Regions from separate parts of the Mus musculus genome. Here region 1 is linked to region 2. The links are chromatin contacts, called in public HiChIP or PLAC-seq maps. All regions are on one chromosome and are shown on one strand. Each heading gives the region's core, a stretch centred on a gene start, on an enhancer-like site or on the middle of the called end of the contact. The rest is flanking DNA. Distances are from core to core; before and after follow the strand shown. Region 1 has its middle 7.8 kb from the start of Gm30438. Region 2 holds the start of Ppp2r2a (protein phosphatase 2, regulatory subunit B, alpha).

The links. HiChIP or PLAC-seq counts read pairs in DNA pulled down with a chosen protein or histone mark.
Region 1: an H3K27ac HiChIP or PLAC-seq map of epiblast stem cells shows a contact between it and region 2. The contact joins the enhancer-like site here to the promoter of Ppp2r2a in region 2. A contact is called at or near these places in 4 of 39 promoter capture datasets (3T3-L1-derived adipocytes, hippocampal neurons, neural stem cells and 1 more), 14 of 484 Hi-C or Micro-C datasets (brain, cardiomyocytes, cerebral cortex and 8 more), 14 of 115 datasets of contacts at active chromatin or transcription factors (the SCID.adh cell line, craniofacial prominence, embryonic basal ganglia and 11 more) and 2 of 9 other capture datasets (adipose tissue and pancreatic islet).

Annotation. Positions count from the first base shown.
Region 1 is chr14:67,147,727-67,155,057 of GRCm38.p6, reverse strand. No RefSeq gene overlaps it. Among named protein-coding and RNA genes, the nearest start is that of Gm30438, 7.8 kb to the left of the region's middle. Within about 2 kb of position 4,902, at least 26 of the 459 cell types and tissues checked have an H3K27ac peak or open chromatin away from gene starts, as enhancers often do. A contact at or near this core is called in cortical glia, epiblast stem cells and neural stem cells, where this site is marked.
Region 2 is chr14:67,067,388-67,074,675 of GRCm38.p6, reverse strand. It overlaps Ppp2r2a (protein phosphatase 2, regulatory subunit B, alpha), which reads left to right and starts at 2,205. Exons shown (of 10, transcript NM_028032.3): 1 at 2,205-2,586; 2 at 4,367-4,441. The coding sequence starts at 2,580.

The sequences.
Region 1 (7,331 bases), core at 3,653-6,152, 78 kb before region 2:
GCTACAGAGTTCAACTGTAAGGTGAAAGCCCACTCTAGGTCCCAACAGAAGCCAGGGCAAGAACAGAGGTGCAAACTGGTGACTAGGCACGTCAAAGTTGAGTAGACCATGTCAAAGCAGGGGACCAAATCAAGCTGGGTTTGGTCCAAGGATAGCTGGGGAGTCCTCTGCTTGTTGGTCCTCGAGGCACACACACCAGGTATCTGATGAGAGGTTAACGTGTGGCCACCTATCACAATGCTAAGTGTCTATCACTTTATGGGGTCCAGGTAAGGAAGAGAGTTATACCTTTTACTTGGTCTGGCACATCCGATAAGTTCTTTGATAGGACTCGAGCGCATCCTATCTGTGCCCCTGCAGTTTTCATTCACCCAGTAAACTGAACGGTGGCTCCTTTTCTACGCCAGAAGTAAGTCATTTATCAGTGTGTGTCACATGGATGTGCTGGTTATGGATTCACCCAAGGGATGCTGTGATCCTCTCTCAAAACAGACTAAAGAGCTGCTCGTAAAATGCAGTCTCCTTGCTGGGTACAGCAGCACATGCCTTTTATCCCAGCACTCAGGAGGGACATGGGGGCAGATCTCTATGAGTTTCTGGCCAGCCTGGTCTACATGTCAAGTTCTAGGTCAGCCAAGATTACACAGCAAGACTTTGTCTCAATAAAAAACTAAAATAAAATGAAGTCTCCCAGAGCAATGCACCCCACTGATCCCCACTGTTTTGTACAATAAGAATGACTTACAAGTAAAGCATAGCCTAATCTTAACAGTGTTATTGTTGAATAATAATAATAATAACAACAATAACAATAAAGAATGTTAGGGTTATTGTTGAATAATAATAACAATAACAATAAAGAATGTTATTTTTAGGTCAAATCTTTACTGTGGGCACTCTTTTGTTCACTCTTTTTAAATGACTAAAACTATTGGGGTCACAGTCTGCAATTGGAGTGTTCTACTGAAGACTATTAGACCCTTCTCTTTGCTCAGGCTGGAAGCAGCTGTCCAGGGTAAACTTGGTGGTGTCCCCAAGCCTGGCAGAGACAGAAGCCAGATTGACATTGGTCCTACTGTTCCAAAATATTACAGGGATTCAAATGATATCACTGCCTCTCCTGGAGGCCCACTGGTGTCACAACAATGGTGACATCAGTCCTGCTGTTTCCAAGGAGACTGTGGGAGCTGTCAATCATGCAGCTCTTTTCTAGTGATTTCTGGAGCTGTCACCATGACAGCTAGACTACTCTAAACAACTCGTGGCTGCTTGGAAAGACTCTGACCCAGTTGCCAAGACCTGAAAGAGACCCCACTCCTGTCAGGGGAAACACTGCATCTGTCATGACTAGTATTTCAAGCCTGACTTTGCCTTGGGGAGGCATCAATGAGGTCATGACGGCTTCGGATGACCTTTGTATGACCTCATCCATAGCAGATACAGACAAGACTTCCTCCAGCTGGTCTGGATGATTCGTAGCAGTCTCCAATCTAGTCTGAGCGAGGACCTCCCCTGTTCTTCTGGTTTCATCCTTGTGACAAAACAAAAACCAAACCAAACAAAAACAAAAACAATCAAAAATCAAACAAAACAACACTCTGATCAAAAGCAATTTAGGAGAGGAAAGGATTTAGTTGACTTATGCTTCAAGGTCAAGTCCATCATTGAGGGTAATCAGAACAGGAACTCAAGGTGGGAACCTGAATGAAAGCAAGTCTGCTTGCTATTCCATGTAACATTACCTTTAAACAGAAAACTCACTCATTGCCAAAGAGATACAGCAGACATCATGATGGGTGTTGCTCTGTGGTCCTCAAGCTAGCTCATACTCAGCTAACTTTCTTATATGGTTCAGGATCACCTACCTAGGGAATGGTGCCACCCACAGTGGCACCCTTCTGGGCCCTCCTAAATTAAGTAGTGATCAAGACAATCCCTCACAGACACGCCCACAGGCCAATCTGCTCTGGTAGTTCCTCAACTGAAACTCCTTCCTCAGGTGATTCTAGGCTGTGTTAAGTTGACAGTTAAAGCTAACTAGGACTTCTACTCATGGTTGCTAGGATGCATGCATGACTTGCTATAGTAATGGGCTCGTCCTAGGAGCAGAACAGAGGACCTCCCTACTTCACATTGGCCCCATACCCCTGAGCTAAGGTTCTGAAAAGAGCTCTCCCAAATATTTTAATGCCCAATTGTAGCTTTTATCAGGGTAGGCTGAGCTGGTAACACAAAGGGTAGTTGATGTCCAGGGCTCCTGGCACATCCAGTAGGTGCAGCTAGGAGTTACCCAAGGGTTCCAGAAGGCATATAGGAGCAGAGATTGTAGAGAGCTGAGACTGAAAAGGACCATGCTGGTGCTGAGAAGGGAAGAGACGGTGGAGAGCTGAGGCTGCGGAGGTGACCTATTACAAATAGTCAAAACGGAGAAAAGGATGCTAGGCCTCCAGAAGAGTTCCAGAAAGCTGCCAAGAGTTACTAGCTCTGGGTACCAAAGAGCTGTAGCACCAGGGTCTTCACATCCCTGGCTCAAAGTATAAGCAGCAGCTGCTGGATGCTGGACTAAGACACTAAATACAGCAAAAGAACTCTCTAGCTAGTGACACTAGTCTGGGGCAGGGTTGCTTTGTCAGTCTTTCTACCTACTTTGGACACATGCTGGGTGGGCTTTAGAGAGCTAGACTCCCTTTCACTGGCTGCCTGCTTAGTTTTCAAGGGGGTATCAGATGGTTTTGTCAATTTGGTACAATCTAGAATCATTTGGGGAAAGACTGTTTAGATCAGGCTACGTGACATATTGTCTGCAGTGTATTGATTGATGTGGAAAGATTCCACCCACTACGAGTAGCACCGTTCCTTAAGTTTGTGTTTTGGGTATAAAAGAGTGGAGAAAGAAAGTTGAGCACCTAAGTACTCATACAGTCATTCTCTCTGCTCTTGACTGTAGCTGTGGCATGATTGGTGGTTTTAAATTCCAACTACCTTGACTTTGCCTGCTAAAATGGGTTGCAGCCTAGAATTGAAAGGTGAGAAAAAAAAAAAGCTGGTAGTAGTGGCACATGTCTTTAATCTCAGTCCTTGAACAGCAGAGGCAGGCAGATCTCTCTGAGTTCAAGGCTAGCCTGGTCTTAGCCCTCTCAGCTAACCCATGTCTAGACCCCAAAGTGCCTCCCACAAAAATAATCTCAAGTTAATGCTGTTTTCTCCCCTTATGCACTGTTGGTGGAAATGCAAATGAACAGAACCATGGTAGCCGATGGCACAAAGGTTCCTTAAAAATTTAAAACGAAGGCCAGCGAGATTGTGAGACTGCCTCAGAGAGCAAAGGCACTTGCAGACAAGAGTTCTGTACCAGAAAGCTGCATGGTGGAAGGAGAAAGTTGACCCTTGCAAGTTCTCCTCTCTCCCCATGCACCATGACATGCATGCAGGATCCTCTCCCTTCCCCCTCTCCCTTCCCCTTCTCCCCACAATAAATAACTGGGAAAAATTAAATAGAAAAGAATCTGTGTTTATTGCAACATTATTAACAGCAGTTAAGACAGAAGAAGCTTAGATGTTCATCAATGACTGAGTAAAGAGAATGCCGTACTATACAGGATAGAACTCGATTCTGCCTTGAAGACTTACTTAATTTTATCTTATGTGTATGAGTGCTCCCTTGCATGTGTGGCTGTGCACCGCGAGAGTGTCTGGTGCCCATGGAGAACAGAAGAGGGTGTCAGATACCTGAAACAGAAGTAACAAAAGGTAACAGTTGCAGGTACTGGGACCTGAACCCAGGACCTCTGGAAGAGCAGCCAGTACTTTTTTTTTTTTACTTTTTATTGATTCTTCATGAGTTTCACATCATGTACCTCAATCCCCTCATGTCCACCCTTTATCCTTGTAACCTTTCCCTCTACAACAACAAAAGCAAACCATAGAAAAGATCTCATTGTGGAAGCTGTAGTGTCGCCATGTGTCCCACAGTGTACCCCTTTGTAGACACATCTTCACTTGCAAATGTTCTTTGCAATGCGGTCATTGGTCTGGTTCGAGATCTCTGGCTTCTGTGACACCATCAACATTGGATCCTCATCGGGTCTCCTCCCGGTTATCCTGCTGTTGCCCTGTGTCATGGAGATCCTGCAGCTTTGAATCGGCAGTCCCAACCATTCACAGATAATATTGATTTGGGGGTGGGCTAATTCAGAGCCCTGGATCTGGGCCTGAGTGGTAGCTGAGCTGCTCAGTACACTGGCTCTTCCTTATCCTCACTCCCAGCACTGCTCCTGCTAGGCCACACGATGCAGCCATCACCAGGAAGTAGGGGCAGCTCTCCTGCTCTCATGCCCTGAGATCCTGCTCCTCTATGCTGCCTGCCCAGTCTAGGCAGATCCACTCTCCCAAGTGCTGTAGCCTGTGAAGGGCTGGGCTAACTCTCCCACTCTCGCAGCCGGCTCGCCCATGCCTTCACCATTAGGACCAGCTCCACTGTGTTGCTCAGGTGAGGGGCAGAGCCACTCTACTGGAAGTGCTACAGCCAATGAGGTGGCAAGACTAACTGTTCTATTCTCATGCCTTGCAGTCAGCTCTCCCAACTACCAGAGGTAGCAAAGGGCAAGAAAAGGAGAGTATCACTCCTGCACCCATGCACGACACCCCATGACAGACCAGTGGCAGAGACAGCTCACCCTAGGGGCCGGCTCACCTGCACCCACACACACACCAGGGCCAGCTCTACTGTGCTGCCCAGGCGAGGTGCAAGGCCCACTCTCCCAAGTGCTGCTGAAGAGGGGCAAGGACAGCTTACCAGCTCTCATGACTCCAGGGCCAGCTCTCCTGACTCCCACAGGTGGTGATGGGGTGGGAGGTCGGGTATCACCAGTGGTAGGCCCAGCTCTCCCTTGCTCACCAGCGCCCCCTGGACCGGGGTCAGCCCTGCAGGGCTGCCCAGGCAAGTGCAGGACTAGTGCTGCAGCTGGTGAGGGGAAGGGCCAGCTGCAGCCAGTACGGTTAGCCACTAAGCAATCTCTCCAGCCCCTCTATTCAGCTTTGATGTCAGGGAAATCTTGCCATTTTCACCCCTGGAGTTGGATTTAGAAGACAATGAGCTACAGGAAATAACCCAGACACAGAAAGGCAAATATTTCATGTTCTTACATACAGGTGGAGTCTAAAAATAAGTTGAGTGCATAGAAGAAGAGAATAGAATGCTAATTCCAGGGCTGACAGGAAGGACAGGCGAGTAGATCCTGGTCTGGAGGAATGAAATTTCAGGTATGGCTAATGTCCAGTGTGCAGGGGACCACAGCTAATCACACTCTCCCATGAACTTGGAATTGACTAAGTGTCCTCACCCCCCCACACACACACCCACAAAACAATAAATAAGTGTGGTATTTTGCATACTCATCAGCTAACTGTGATTATTTCAAAGTGTATGTACAAACCAAGACTCATGCTCTACACCTTCAAATACATGAAAGTTTTATTTGCCAATTACACCTCAATAAAGCTGGATGGAGAGGGAGACTGCTTCCTCTGCCTAAATTGACTTCCTCCCCTCTGTCCCAGTCTATGCCTTTCCTTGACTGTTCCTGCCCACAGAAGTCTCTCCTTCTCCCTCTCCTTTCATGCTTAAAAACAGAAGCACAATTTATAACACATAATTATATCCTTCCCTTGTTTACTTACAGCCTTGTGTACGTCGCCAACTAATTTGCGCTCATTAAGTGCAGAGACTGTCTACACAATGCTGCGTGCATATTAGGCTGACTCGATCCCTAATTCAGCACATAGTTTGGTGACTACTCTATCTAGGCATTGCTCCAGATATTGAGACATAGGAGCTAAGGCAGCAAAAATAAACAGGATCCCTGCTTGGATGGTGTGGGACGACAGTCAAAGTATCATATAAGTCAATGTACAATTAATAGTACCAGGGACCGTTGGAACCCGGTAAGATGGTTTTTTCAAAAATTAAGTGTAGGGGCTGAGGAGATAGTTTTGGTCATTAAAGTGCTTGTCTCCTATGCATGGATACCTGAGTTCTGATCCCCATAGCCTATAGAAAAAAGTGTGTGTGCCTGTAATCCGAGAAATGTTGAGACTGAAAGTAAAAGCAGGCAGATCTCTGGAAGCTCAAAGGAGTGAGGAAAGTATCTTGTCTGGCCTATGTGGCAAAATTTCAGGCCAATGAGAGACTCTTCATCGAACGCAAAAGGTCACCTCTGGCTTCCACAGGCCTCCATGTATGCACACACCTCTATCCGCATGTGCACCTCTATCCACAAAACATGCACAGAGAGAGAGAGAGAGAGAGAGAGAGAGAGAGAGAGAGAGAGAGAGAGAGAGAGAGAGAATGAGAGAGAAGAGCAGTATTATACAATCCAGCAATCCCACCAGGATTATACACATTAAGGGAACGGATCGGTACATCTTAGAGAGTTGTGCACTCCCATGTCCACAAAGGCCAAATGTGGACCAAATCCAATGTCCATTGATGAGGAATGAATAAGCAAAATGTGGCTTGTATCCTCTTCAGTGGGATAGTATGCAGCTTTACTGTTCTGGGGAGTTTTTTGTTGCTGTTTTGTTTTATTTTGTTTTTGAACAGGGTCTCACTTTGTAGCCCTAGCGGGCCAGAAACTTACTATGTAGAACAGCTGCCCACGAATTTCCTAAGATGCGCCTGCCTCTGCCTCCTAAGGATTGGGATTAAAGACGAGAGCCACCACACCTGACTATTTGTCCACGTTTCAAAGGAAGGAACTCTTGATCTCACCTGCAATTTGTTTTGACCTTGAGGACATTGTGCCAAATGACATAAGAACGTGTAAAAAGACGAGAGAAGTCCACGGGTAAAAGTGCTGGCTGCCAGGCCTGAGAACTCAAATCTGATCCCCACGACTTGAATGATGGAGGGACAGAAAACTGACTACCACCAATTGTCTCCCTTGGCCTCCACAGTGGCACACATGTAGATGGGTAGGCAGCTAGAGAGATAGATAGATAGGCAAACAGACAAACAGATAACTAGATAACTACTGTACAACTCCACTTCACTGAGGTTCTCAGAGAGGGCATTTATAGAGCTTGAGGTGGAATAGTGGTCTCTCGAGCATGAAGTAGGATCGGGGGAGTACAGTATGCCTTTGGAGGATAATGAGCTCCGGACACTTGGGTGGGGGTGGGGTAGGGTTACAGCTGCACAATAACGTGAATAACTCAATGACAGCAAACGTATGTTAAAGACACTGTGGCATACGTTTTTTCTAAGTGTGTGTGTGCCTGTTTATCTATGTGTGTAGGTACCATTCAGGACAGAAGAGGATGTTGGAGACCCT
Region 2 (7,288 bases), core at 956-3,455:
CATTTAAGTGGTTTTTCTTCCCAATCCAGAAGACTTATTTATTCATCCATTAGTCCCATGAATTATGTGGCTAGTGATAGGGAGATGAATAACATACTTCCTAGCCTCAAAGAATTCTGTCTAATAACAGACACAGACTGAGATCATTTTAATGTGGTTTAAGAAAACAGAAAAGTGCATTATACTTTATGAGACTATTTGTATAAACTGACAACATGACTGCTTCATAGTTTGGTTAAGGGGAGGGTTTTGTTGTAGATATGAGAGAGTGGCCAGAGGCATCTGGAAGAGTCCAGAGCACAGACTGAACATGCCGGAGAGGGAAGAATAATAGCAGAGGATAAAATATAGAGGAAACAGCCAGAATAGCAGGGTCATAAGGAGGAGTAGCTTGGGAGAGAAACACCCGAGGGCTGGAGTTTACAGTAGAGGAGAGGTAAGAAGGGCAGGACACTAGCGTGGACTGAAATGTGCCACAGGATCTTGGGATACCAGCATGTGCTTTGATATACAGTTAGGCAACGTAGGTAGCTATATCTCCTTTTTGCCAGAAGTGAGGGAAATGACATTTTTGGTAGAGGGCCCCTGGCTTCACAAGTTCCTGAAGAATGCTGTTTTTTTTTTTTTTTTTTTTTTTTTTTAATCTAACTTCCAGAAATCCTCCTATAGTCCAGGCTGAGCTCATTTCTGGATATTTGAACTGCCTTTTGCAGTTTGGGAAGTTTCCTTTGGACCTGACACATTTTGTTGTTGTTCTCTTTCCTCCTCCTCTTCCTCCTGTCTTTCTTTCTTTCTTTCTTTCTTTCTTTCTTTTTTTAACTGTTTTAAGATGAGTACATTGTTGTTGTCTTCAGGCACACCAGAAGAGGGAATCAGATCCCATTACTGATGGTTGTGAGCCACCATGTGGCTGCTGGGAATTGAACTCAGGACCTTTGGGAAAGCAGTCAGTGCTCTTAACCACTAGGCCATCTACCCAGCCCTCCTTCTGTCTTTCAAGACAGAGTTTCTTTGTGTGGACTTGGCTGTCCTGGAACTAGCTCTGTAGACCAGGCTGACCTCCAGAAATCTGCTTGCCTCTGCCTCCTTCCCCTCCCTCTCTCTAGGAGGAGAGCTTGGCACTACTAAGAAAGGGCATTTGACCTAGTTAAAGGTGAATAGGAAAGGGGGGGGGGAATGTCAGAGAGTCTGACTGGAAGAGGCTACATTTAAATGGATTTATTTTAATTTTTTGCATGTGTTTGATGTATGTATGTTAGGCAGAGTCTTCTATAGATAGCCCAGGCTAGCCTCAAACTCAGCTGTCCTTGAACTCTAGAACCTCTTAAATGAATACAAGCGCTGTTGAGATTATAGGAATGTGTCACCACGGCCAGAAGAACATATCTTCCTCTTCCTCCTCCTCCTCTTTTTCCTCCTCCTCCTCCTCCTCCTTCTCCTCCTTCTTCTTCTTCTTCTTTTGGTTTTTCAAGACAGGGTTTCTCTGTGTAGCCCCGGCTACCCTGGAACTCACTCTGTAGACCAGGCTGGCCTTGAACTCAGAAATCCGCCTGCCTCTGCCTCTCAAGTGCTGGGATTAAAGGTGTATGCCACCACTGCCCAGCAGAACATACCTTCTTAATCATTGATTTTACCACTTTTATCTGAAAAGACCTTGGCTACTTTTTGCGGCATTCACAACATCCAATTTCTGTGGCGAGCTATTCTTAACTGCTCGCAGTAGCCAAGGGCTCTAGTCCATGGGAAGGTAACCTAATTCACCCAGATGGAACCAGTCCAGTTGTGTCCTTCTGGGCTCAGTGAACTCTCACCTTGGGCAGGCAGTGGCAAGTATGCATCACTCTCCCTTAATTTTGGTGCCTCCGGGGCTCACCCACAGGGTCACTGGAGCAACAAAAGGGGTATTCTCTCGAGAGGGCCAGCTCACCATGTGGTTGAGCATAAGTGAACATATGAGGCCATCCCAAAGTTCCGGCCTTGGCTCTACGGCTTGGGACAGTGAGAGGTGCAGACAGGCCAGGCCTTGGCCACTTGGGCACCGCGGCTTGGCACATCCAGCCCACAGCCACAGCAAACTAAGTGCAGCTCTAGCTCTGTACAGGGACCTTCTCAAGGATCCTAGCGGGCGGGGCGGGGCGAAAGCAAGACAAGAAGGAGGCGTGGCTAACACAGCACGACCCGCCCCAAAGACGCTCCGCCCCCTCAAGTGACGTCACCGGCCAGCCAGCGGGCGCCATTTTGAAAGTGGAGTCGCCTGTCCCTGCCGCCGCGGCCGCCGTCGCTGTCCTAGCCGCCGCTGCCGCCGCCACTACTACCGCCGCCGCCGCCGCTACTGCCGCCGCTGCCGTCTCCACCGCGAGAGAAGGAGCACGAGACGGGACGCCCCTGAGTGAACGCCACCATCCTGCCGACCGCTCCACCCGGGCCGCTTCCTTTCCGCCCCGGTCCCGGTCCCCTCCCCCCTCAGGTGCCATCCGCCTCCATCCGCGCCCTCGATCCCCCCATCCCCAGGTGTGGGGGCTGAGCCCCGGTCGCGGAGACCCCGACGAGCCCGGCAGGGTCACCATTTGCAGCGCGACATGGCAGGTAAAGAAGAAACGGCCCTTGGGCGGCTGACAGGGTGCCGTGCCGCTTCCTCTGCGCGCTCTCCGTCACCCCCTAGCGACCGTGGTGGCGGGGCCTCGGCCTGGGGCGCTGGCCGAGTGTGGGGCGGGCGGGCGGGCCTGGCACTGAGCTGGGACTGTGGGGCCTGGAGGCCGGGCCCGGGGCCTGGCACTACAGGAACACGGCACGGGTGCGTTGGGGGTGGGAGACGGCGTGGGTGGGGCGGGTGCAGGCGTGCAGATGGGTCCCCTCTGCACCCTGCTCCCTCCGCTCTTCCTTACATATTCATTCCTCTTCCCGGTCTACTGAGAACCTTTCTGTAGAAATGTATTCTGGACCGATAAGAAGGAAGACAGCTTTGCAAGTTAAAATACAATGGAGGCATACCCCCACCCCCCCAACTCACGGTCACCCCCCCCCCAACCCCCAGCACCACACAAACATTAATGGGGTAGGTCAGGTTTTGAGGGTGTAAGCCTGAATTTCGTTTTCGATTTTGCTCCCTTCCCGTGTCTTATTTTTTTGCCACTCACGAATGCTAAGCCTTTAATAGAAGTTGCAAGGATTGGGGTGGGGGCTGGGTGGGAGAGAAAGGTAATTTAAACTTTGCATTTTGCACGGTAGCGTTTGGGCAGATGTCCTTTTCCCAGAAGGGTTTCTTGGAGTTAAAATAGTTGTGGAGTTCGCCGATATAAATAGCCAAAGGGAGAGGGATTTTATAAAACCTTGCTGAGGGGGGACGGGGGGGGTGCGGGGGGAGAAAGCCTGATTGAGAATAATTTAGCAAGGAATGGGTAAAGGAAAAGCGAGGTTTAATGTCGTTTGAGAGTCGGTTATCTTTGTACAATTTAGTCTTGAAGCCCTTCCTCTCATAGAGTAATTCTGGATTGAGATTGAGTTTCTTTTCCAGAAATCCCGGGGTGCCCCCATCCCCCCATTTCCTCTTCAGTGCTGAGCAGTGAGTGTCGGAGATTAAACCAATTTTCCTTTCTTTTCAATATTTGCATAGATAATAGAACCTTTAAAGAAGTTATGCTGGACTGGTTTACAGTTTGCTATATAAACAGGCTGCCCTTTGACCTTGCTGAACAATGAAATGATAATTGGAACTGTATTGTAGGAGATGAGCAACGAATAAGGTTGCTTTTTTCTGGGTCCTTTGGATGCAGTAGGTGAATGTGGCAGGAGCAGCCTCCTTTGACCATCTCTTCCCAGGCGTGCATTTCCGCCCCTTTTCCTCTGTCTGCAACCAGTGATTTGCTCCTAACGAATGCAAAGAAATGGGTGTTGTGTTTGCTTAGTCCACATGAATCATCCTCTCAGGCAGTAATGTTCCCGAAGTTTTCTCTTCGTTCTATATTTCATGGTAGTTTAGCCTTATAACTCTTTTGTAGGCCTTTTGTACATTTAAAGGAAAACTAACTTTGGTGCTTTGGTTGGTTTTGTTTTTGTTTTTGTTTTTTCCTGGTAGGTTTTAACTTGAAAGGTTCTGACTGTCTTTAAGGAGAGGGAAAAGTGGAAGTGAGGTTTTAAATATCTGTATGATGATAATTACTGGTAGGCTGTATGTCTTTGGATATTTCGTACCTGCAGACTTGTTTTTAATACACTACCAACTATTGGAGGCCAATTTGGTTCCAAATCTGTGGGCTCAGTGGTAGTTACATAGGGAGTTATGATGCCAGCCTCGGGAACCATCTCTGTGTTTATAAGCGTAAACAGAACAGAGCTCAGTTTTAATTGCTATGTTTTCTTCTTCCAGGAGCTGGAGGAGGGAATGATATTCAGTGGTGTTTTTCTCAGGTGAAAGGAGCAGTAGATGATGACGTAGCAGAAGGTAAGACATTTTAACAGTGACGACTATCGACTTAAAAGTCCTGGGTGCTGAAGGAACTCAGTGTTTTGTGTTTGCTTTCTGAGAGGTGGGATGATAGCTTTAAAAAAAATCACCTTTCTGAAAAGTCTGTATATCTTCTTATGTCTTGCTTATCTTTTTTTTTTTCATTGAGTTAATGAAGTAGATGTCCAGCAGTCAGTGCTCTAAGGTTTGTGTGACTAAGGTGTCTTTGTTACATACATTCTACATATAAATGACTGGTCTTCATGTTTATGTGTTATTTTTCGATAAAACAGAGAAACAGAGGCCAGCAGCTCTTAGCTCAGAACCGCTCCCAGCAGCACCTCTTACTCTGTGGGGGGCTCTGGTTCTTTTGAACTCCACTGCTTTGGGATGTGGCACTGGTCGACATGGCTGCTGGTCCACATGATTCACTTTACTGTGCTGCAGGGATTTGTGCGTGTGGTTAAGACAGATAAGATAGAACAAATTACTGTGGGGACTTTTTTTGAGATAGAAACTTGCTAATTTATTTCAGAACGTATCTAAAGTTTTGAAATGTCAAGGTCTTGCGTGCAGTCTGAGGTGATCTTTTGTGATAGAGACAAATAATCTCAAAAGGGATTCTTTGCTCAGAAATATTTAATATAGTTTGTGGACTCTGTGTGTGTATGTGTGTGTATTTGAGAGGGAGAGGATGTGTGTGTGTCTGTCTGTCTGTCTGTGTCTGTCTGCCTGTCTGTCCCTAGCTGGCTTTGAATTTGCTATGTAGACTAGGTTGTTCTTGAATTCGGAGATCCATCCGCCTGCCTCTGCCTCCCCAATAAAGTTAGTGGGATTTTTCTAAATAGAAGTCAAAGAAGAGTATGTATTTCTGGTTGTCTGAAAATGTGTACCCCTTTCTTTAGGTGTGGAACCTTTCCTTGTGGTTCTCCTCTGCTGCCATAGAGTGCTGTGCTGAGGATTTCTTTTCAGGTGGTGGTAGGCCAAAGACTGTTGACTAGGAGATGCTTGTGTGGTGACATTTGTCTCCAGTGTGTGCGTGGTGTGGTGAGTCCTGTAGAAAGTCATTGGCACACTTGTGCTTCCAGCCTCTGTTACCTTTGTTTTCTGGTGGTCCTTATTCCTTTCTCACATGAGAGACTGGAAACTTGGAAAGAATTAAAGGGTTTAGAGTGACTCAGTGATGGTCAATCGGTGCTGCTTTTCTGTGGAAATAAATCCTGTGTTGGAGGGAGGAGTCTCGAATTCCTGATTTTGTAACTCCATTACCTGTTGAGTAGTAGGCACTCAGGTATTGGATCCTCGGTTCTGTGCGGTTGTGTAATACTTGGCATGTTATGAAAGTGCTCTCTACTTGGAAAACATTTCTTGGTTGCACTGTTTATTCCCTTATCAAACAAAGGTCTCCTGAATGTTGAGAACGGGTGTGTGGTGTCTAGAACATAAGCTGTCTACCCTTAAGAAACTCTGTTTACTTCTTGTTAATCATGGGGAGAAAGAAGACTTCACTCAATCAGAAGAAATAGATTTTCTAAACTGAATATCAATTACTTAACCAAAACAAGTGATAGTTTGTGCTACTTCACACATATACAGAATATATGTGATGGATCAGTTTTAATTCTTCCTTGTATGTCAGTTCTTACTAGCTTCACTTTGCTCCCTATTGATTAAATAACTTCCTAGGGTATATGTAGTGACAGTGTGCTCCTACTTGGAGTGCGCGCTTCAGAAAGAACATAACTTGTTAGTGCTGTGTCTTCACAAGTACATGCGCAGCATTGTTTTCAAGTTACACTGCTTTGATTTGCAGTCTCAGAAACTACTTGGTATACTTCTGTCTGCTATGTTTATTAAGGGGAAGTTTTGCTTTTCTAATGCAGAATATGATTATTGTACATGGCCCATAGGTAGGGATTACAATCTTTAAATGGTTGCTAGCTCCACCCTTAGACTGCCTGCTTTTTGTTAATGATGCATTCTGATTTTTTTTATTTTTGCTATTAGTAGCTTATGATGTCTGATCGTGCCCTTGTAGCCAGCAGCAGCCAGGACATGCTGATTTATTTGTGTAATGCGTTTATCTTCTATACCTGCCTTGGAACCTTGTTTTGGAGATGGTTTCTCTGTAGTTCTGGCTGTCCTGGGACCAGGCTGGCTTTGAACTCAGATCTACCTGCTTCTGCCTCCACAGTGCTGGGATTAAAGGTGTGGTGGCTACCATGCCCAGCTGCATTAACTTCTTAAATAGGGACCACTTTCTTCCTGTGTTGTACTTCTAATTTTAAATACAATCCTGGTTTGTCTTCTTTCTTGGAAATTTTCAGTGGATCATTGGATCCACTGGATTAGAAACTAGATTTCAGCAGGCAAACTATGACATTTCTTTAGTATGTTCCTCTTAAGCTATTAAGGGGCTACTAAACTGATACTGTACAAGCAAACACTATGCATTCTACTTTGGAATGTTTTTGCTATTCTTGGGATTGAACCCTAGCCTTGTGCATGCTAGGCAGATGCTACACCACTTAGCTACATCCCCAGTCTGTTAATCCCATTGATATGTCAGACATCCTCCTACAATTGTTCCTTAGTCAGAATCCCACTCACCCTCAGTCACACTATAACCTTCTAATTACCTCCTGTGGAAATCATTTTTAAAATCTATTTTACATTACTTTGTTAAATAAGTATATTTAGTACCTTGAGTCTCCACTGTTACACTTTAAGCCTAGTGACAAAGATCTTTGTTTCTCCGAAAATGTCATATGTAAACTGCTTGGCCTAGAACAACACCTGGCATACAGTAGGCATTGGATATCTTGAGTGTCAGTGTTCCTGTTG